Linked DNA regions of Anas platyrhynchos: region 2 is linked to region 1. Evidence: chromatin contacts called from public Hi-C data. All regions are on one chromosome and are shown on one strand. The core of a region is the stretch at or near the end of the contact, and the rest is flanking DNA. Distances in the headings are between cores, read along the strand shown.

Region 1 (3,433 bases), core at 549-3,048:
GGTCCCTGTCTGATAACCAAGGACCCCTGAGCTAAGATTTGGGCTGCGAAACCTACTGGGGCCACCTGGAGGTAAGGGCCTGACCTAAGGTTTCTCCCCATCCCCGTTCCAGAGGGGATGGGGGACACACACAGCCTTCCCGGGGGACGCTCACCTGTAGCGTCAGCTCGCAGCACAGCTTGGGGCTCCGGCAAGTGGCAAAGAAATCCTGAGCAGCCCGGGTCTCCCGAAACTCTGCAAGAAACCCGCAGCTGTGACGAGGTGCACGCTGTACCCATCACCGCCCCCAACCCCTCACGCCGCACCCGGCTCTCACCGGGCAGGTAGCGCCCTGCCTGCCGCATGCACCACACCGGGGTGTGCTCCGTCTCCTCGCCGCGCGCCGCACGCAGGAACGTGTCGTTCTTCAGCTTGGGGAAGCCTTTGGGGCTGCAGAAGGAAAATCAGAGGGGTGTTAGCACCAAAACGGGGACCGGATGCCCCGCCAGCCCCCTAGGGCTGCAGGTGCAGGGCTGGCGGCTCGTCCCTGCTCCCCGGCCGGTGACCGCAGGGTAGGGGTTTGCACCCAGCTGGGTCCATGGTGACAAATGCTCCCTCCTTGTCACCTCCCAGGGCCTCTTTGAGGGGGACAGCGGGGCCCTCCCTGGGGACAGGCGATGCCCACCCCCGGGTCCGTGAGATTACGTTATCAGGGGCAGCAGTTGCTCCCGCCTGGGGAGATTTGGGACCAGCAGGGCCCGGGGGACAGGCAGCCCTGCTGCTGGCTGTCCCCAGCCCCTATCAGCACCGTGCAGCACGGGGATGGTGGCGTGGGGCAGGGTCCCTGGGGCTCCAGGTGCCCACAGAGCTGGTCACCACATGTCCCCAGTACCCTCCCAGTGGTGTCACCACTCCGGAGCTGCAACCCGGTGTGCACACACATGGGGTGGGATGGGGACCCCGCAGGACCTCACTGCTGTGAGGGGTGGGGGACACAGGGACAGATCCCCAAAACCTCCATGCAGATCCAGGGCCACTCCAGTGTCCCCAGTGAGCCACCCGAGGGCGGGATCAGCCTCCCCAGTGCCACACGGATGTCCTCAGGGTCACAGCACCCCAGTGCCATACTGATGTCCCCAGTGCCACAGTATTTGTCCCCAGTGCCACAGCACTGTCCCCAGGGTCAACCAACACCTCACCAGTGTCCCCAGTACCACACCAGTGTCCCCAGGGTCGTATCACCCCAGCGCCACAGCACTGTCCAACGTGCCACACCAGTGTCTCCAGTGCCACACCAGTGTCCCCAGTGCCACAGCAGTATCCGCATGGCTACCCAACACCTTATCAGTGTCCCCAGTGTCCCCAGCGCCACCCCAGTGCCACCCCAGTGCGGGATCCCAGCACCACACACCAGTGTCCCCAGTTCCCCACTGGGCTCGCACCAGTGTCCCCCACAAGGGACCCCCGGGCCATACCGGTGACCCCCTCCCGCGCCCCATCGCGGTGTCAGGGTCAGCCCGGCGGGTCCCCACTACTCACACGAGCCTCTCACCGCCCTCCATCCTGCTCCGCTTCCCGGCCCGCCCCGCTCGGCGCTGTCCCACCCCCGCCCCGCCTCAGGGCCGCCGCCATCTTAGCACCACCCCCTCCCCTGTGGCACGAGCGCCGCCATCTTGCCCCGCCCTATCCCCATCCGTACGCCGCCATCTTGCCCCGCTCCCCGCCTCCTCCGTACACCGCACGGGCGCCGCCATCTTGCCTCCGTCCTCCCCTCGGGGGCCGCCATCTTGCCCCGGCGGCGGGCGGGGTTTGCCCCCCTCCCCCCCCCCCACATCCCCGTCCCCCTCCCCGGTTTCTCCGGTGTCCGCAGCGCGATGCGTGCGGGCGGGGAGGCTCCGCACCAGGTGCTGGGCCGGCTGCGGTTCCTGCTGCAGTGCAGCGAGTGCTTCCGCCGCGCCCGGGCGCTGCCCGCCGCGCTGTGCTACGTGCCCCGGGAGGTGCAGTACAAGATCTGCAAGGACCCCGCCGCCGCCACCGCCGCCGCCGCCGCCCGCAGCCTGCTCAGCGTCTGGGACAGCCCGGGGCCGGCGCGGGGCGGCAAGCGGGCGGCGCGGGCCACCATCGAGGTGCGCAAGGGCGGCTGCCTCCGAGCCACCGGCGAGGAGTACTGCAACGGCGCCGGGCTCTGGGTGAAGCTCAGCAAGGTAACGGGGAGCGCAGCGGGGCCCCTCTGTGTCCCCCCCCCCTCCCTGCCTGGCCCATCACAGGCAGCGTTTCGCAGCAGGGCAGGCTCAGGAGTGTTATTTAACCCCCAACGCATTCCCCATCCCTTGGGGTTCGCGGTATCTTGGCGTGCAGATCCCCACAATATGTATTTTTCCATGCAGGAGCAGCTGGAAGAGTACAAGAGTGGCTGTGAGCTGGAGGAAGGCTGGGTGCTGGTGTGCAAGCACGCAGAAGGAGGGGACAGGCTGGTCCCGGTCGAGTCCACGGAGAGGATCCAGAGGCAGCAGCAGCTGTTCGGGGTTGATTACAAACCTGTGATCAGGTACGGAGCTGTGGCTCACATCCTCTCTTCTCTGCATGTCACGATAGCTGACATGGCTCCCCGGGCTGCTTCAGAGGCACACGTGCAGCATCTTGCTTTCCTGGCGTCTTGGAAGGGTGCAGCATGCAGGAAATGTCAAAATCCCCCTGCAGACCCTGACTTAGAAAAGAAATCAAGATTTTGCTGCCCACAGTGAGGAGCTGGAGAGGCGTCAAACCTTAGGTCTCTATATTTTAGCGTCTTTAGCTTGTTAATAATCTGAACCTGCTGTCTTCATTTGATGTCTCCTTTTCCTTGCATGGAAGAGAGCAGTGCGGTTTTCGTCCACCTATGTCCTGCTGCTTGAGATTTTGTTGTTTTGTCCCTCAGCCCTTTCTGCTCTGGATTATAAAGCCCCAGCCCACTTGGCCACTTCTTGCATTAAAATGAGGTAATAGGGAATCCAGTTACGGAGTTACCCAATTTTGCTTGGTCAGAATGCTTGTTACCCACACAGCTGGGTGTGGACTGGAAGAAGGAAAGATGCTCTGAACAGAAATGGCATCTGATGAGACCTGATATGGTGTAGGAAGGGGTGTGGTGGGGCTTTAAATCCATGTCTTCCCCTTCCAGCTACTTCTCAACCACCTGCTCCTTTCCCTTGGGATTCTCTCACTCGTTTTCCATCTCCTTTCAGATGGGAGCAAGTGGTGGATCTGACATACTCCCTGCGCCTGGGAGCGAAACCCAAGCCCATGGAGCAGGATGAGGCTGCAGTAGAGAGACTTCGGTATGAGATGTTTCACTGTGGGTGGGTGCAAGCCACTGTCTGTCCCTGGCTGCTCAGCCCTTGACAGCTGGGGAGTGGGGGGAAAACAGGCAGTGGGAAAACAATGGGGAGCAGGGCTCAGCACAGTTCCTACCACT
Region 2 (3,433 bases), core at 494-2,993, 200 kb before region 1:
GGGGAGGCAGCCCAAAACTACGCCGGGGGGGTTATTTTTAAGGCTAATGGTGCTGGAGGAAGTGGATTTCCGCAGGCAGCGAAGAAAGGCTGCATTGAGAGCTGGGGTGGGCAGAGCACGGGGACACAGCAGCACCAGCCCCTGCCTGGCCCCACGGCAAACGTGGCCAGAGGGGGGGCAAAGACCCTTTTGGGTGCCTGGTTTGGGGCAGGTTTGTGGGGTGGCTGTTGGCTTTGGGGCCAACCTCAGGGTGCCCCCCTTCCACCATCGCTGTCCTGTGGGGATTCTCTGCTGTCTCGTTCAGGACTGAGCTTGCCATGTGGTTTTCGTTACTGGTGGCAGCTCTTCCGTGCCATCTATTTCACAAAATATTTGCTCTCTCACTGGGGCCGGGACTAGCTGGCAGACCCAAAAGCTGCGAGGACGAGGGCCAGGCCAGCCGCATAGGTGCCATTTCCTGAGGCCACAAAGGGACGCTGGGACTGGGACGTTAGGCACGAAACAACCCAGGAAAAGTCCAGCACGATGTTAATTCTGGCACGGCCCAGCACTTTGAGTCTTGGACGTTGCAGCGGGAGGGCTCCCACGAGCCAGCAGAGGAAAGCAGCTCCCTGGGGTACCCCGGCGTGCGCGATGGGGCCAGCGCAGGCAGCGGCAGCCCCGAGCTCCTGCACTGCTACACCCCGTAACGGCACAGCCACCCTCATACGGGCAGCGTGGCTTTATCCAGGGCTTTCCCAGCAGAATGGGGGCTGCTTCGGGACCGCTTCACCGTGCTCAGCCTCAAACCCAGACAAAACCGCATCCGGGGCGCCAAACCTCAGCCCGAGCTCAAAAACCTTCAGCAGCTCCCAGCGCCGGGCACCCACGGGGGGCTCCCAGCAGCCGTTGTTAGAGGCAAAAAAGCACCCAAAAAAATCTCATCCCTTCATCCCCAACCGCTGCCCTTTGCCGCGCTGTGACCCGATCGGGGTCTGGCCGAGTTGGTTTTTTTTTTATTGTTATTTTTCCTTTTTTCTTTTTCCTTTTCTCTTAGCAGCCAAGCAGAAGGACCACGCTTGCTCGCCGAGCCCCCCCCCCCCCCCGGCTTTGTCACTGCCACGGCCAGGGGGATGGCGACGGCTCCAGCCCCTGCCCCTGCCCCTGCCCCGCCGCGTGGCCGCCAGCGCGACGCTGCGAGCCCACGTGGGGACGGGGCTACCGCGGGGGGGGCTCGGGCTACCGGGGGGCTCCTCGGGCTACCGGCGGCGCTCCCCCCATGCGGCTCCGGTGGTCGCCGCCCCCTCCCCTCCCGCTTTGTCCCCGGTCCCCTCGGTGCCAGCTCCGAGGCTCGGACCGGGGACCGGAGCTCGGCTCCTCGGGGCGACCCCCAGGGACCCCCTCCTCGCCCCCCGCAGCGCTCGGGCTTTGCCCAAATTTCGGGGCGCGCCCCGCGGGGTCCCGGCTGCGAGCTGCGGAGCCCCCAACCCCGACTGCGCCCCCCAACTCCCCCGGTGCTGCGAGCCCGGCGGGCCCCCCTCCTCCTCCCCGTTGATTTCTCCCCCCAGCCCGGTGCCCCCCCGGCCCGGTGGCCGCCCCCGGTACCTGGCAGGGCGCAGAGCAGGCAGCAGGCGGCCAGGCGGAGCAGGGCGCCCCGCGTCCCCTCCATGCTGGGCCGAGCCGCGCTGCCTCCGCCGGCGGCACCGGGGCGGGAGCGGGGCGGGAGCGGGGCGGGCCGGTAAGCGGGGCGGCCCCGGTCGTGGCTGTGCGGGGAGGGGGGATGCTGACACCCACCCCACCCCCGGACCGGCCCCGTTTGGGTCCTGGCATCCCCGGTTGTCCCCGTCCCGGGCATCCCCTGCGCTGTCCCGTGTTCCCCCACCCGTCCCCGCTCCGGTCCCTCCTCAGCATCCCCCTTCTGGTCCCACATCCCCTCTGGTATCCCCCCGGTTGAGCCCAGCACCCCCGCTTCTGCCCCATACATCGATGTATGGGCAGCATCCCCCTGGGGTCCCCCTGTGCCACTTTGGGGTCCCTGGGCTGGGAGCGGGGTGCCCCTGGATGCTGCCCTGGGTGGCAGTGGGGGTGCCACGAGTGGTTCCTGGGGCATCCCGCAGCCCTGTCCCACCTCTCTTGGGGTCTGGGCACTGCAAAGGCCGGGCCCTTTCCCCAGATATTTGCTGGGTGAAGGAAATCCCAGCCTGGGCGCAAACCCAGACAGCCACTGGTTCGGCCTTGCCTTCCTTTGGAAAGTCTGATGGCATTCATCTGGTTGGCATTTCTGAAGAAGCAGCCCCAGTACTAAGCTGGTTGTGGAGAGGCGCCCTGCAGCCTGGGCTGTTTTCTGGAAGGACCAAAAATCCCCCTGCAAATCCCTCGGCCACTCTGCTTCCTCTCCAGCCCAGCTGGTTCGAGCCCTCCCATCCTGCCTGTCAGTGCTCACAGAAACTAGTAAGGAAGGTTTTGGGCTCCTCTGATTTGGGAAGATGCCTTTTGGCCGTGGCACAGTCCTTGCTGAACCTTTCTTGGGCTGCTTTGGCAGAGGGGGGCTCCGGGTCCTTTCCTCCACCCTGGTACCGGTGCCTGCAGCACAGTGTGGAAGGTGGAAATGGGTCATTTTGTTCCTCCAGCCCTCACCTTCCTCCAACACAGCTTCTTGGTAGCTCTGCCCCTGGTTCTGGGGCAGGCAGAAGATTGCTGGGGTGATCTGACTGTGCTGGAGCAGGGCTGATCGTGGTCTTCTATGGGCTCTTTCAAAAACCCCATGAAATCTCCCCCCCCTTTCTTGGAAATGTATTTCTAACCTCTTACTGCCACTAACTTCTGGCATCCCGTTAAGGCAGAAGTAACGAGGCCTTTACAAACTTCCCAGCCCTTAAGGGGAATTATTTGAAGGGCATTTACAACATTTTGGAAAGTTGTAGGAACCTTCTGCTGCCTGGCACCACCCAGCCCCATGTGCGGGGCCGGGGCACCTCCGCTCCTTGCGGTGTGCACCCTGGGGCCCTGGGCTGGATGTGACCCACGCAGCCCAACGCCCGCGTGCTTCTGACTCATGTCACTTCTCTGCTCTTTCTCCAGAGACACCGAAGCTGTATCTGCCTCAGCTGGCTTCTAGACAGCGGCTCTCAGTCGTCAAGGTTACGGGTCCCTCCGCTTTAATTAAGCGAGTGTCTGTGGCACGGGGGATTTTCAGCAGCTGGGTGACAAGGAGAGTTGGGCTGGCGTTCCCCAAAGGGGTTGGTGAGCAGCATGATAAACCCGTGCAGATGAGCCCCCCTGCAGGCCAACGCTATTACTTTAGCTGATCTCGGCTCTCCTCATTAGGGTTATGATTAACGCATTAATGAGACACCTTGGGCTCCCCATAGCAGGGATGGGGCAGCTGGGAGCGAGAGAAGTGTCAGTGTCTGCACGATGCTTTCCCACCGCAGAGAGGGGAACAAAATGAGGG

Evidence for each region. A called contact is a pair of places that touch in the nucleus more often than the background predicts.
Region 2: a Hi-C map of liver shows a contact between it and region 1, with 2.2 times the contacts expected there. The contact joins the promoter of LOC101803839 here to the promoter of LOC101794555 in region 1. A contact is called at or near these places in 2 of 8 Hi-C or Micro-C datasets (liver and subcutaneous adipose tissue).

What each region holds. Positions count from the first base shown.
Region 1 is chr8:29,624,924-29,628,356 of IASCAAS_PekinDuck_T2T, reverse strand. It overlaps LOC101794555 (E3 ubiquitin-protein ligase HECTD3), which reads left to right and starts at 1,798. Exons shown (of 21, transcript XM_072041725.1): 1 at 1,798-2,183; 2 at 2,367-2,527; 3 at 3,204-3,296. The coding sequence starts at 1,854. It overlaps UROD (uroporphyrinogen decarboxylase), which reads right to left and starts at 2,885. Exons shown (of 9, transcript XM_072041732.1): 1 at 2,518-2,885; 2 at 317-429; 3 at 155-234. The coding sequence starts at 2,564.
Region 2 is chr8:29,820,992-29,824,424 of IASCAAS_PekinDuck_T2T, reverse strand. It overlaps LOC101803839, which reads right to left and starts at 1,743. Exons shown (of 5, transcript XM_027463197.3): 1 at 1,585-1,743. The coding sequence starts at 1,648.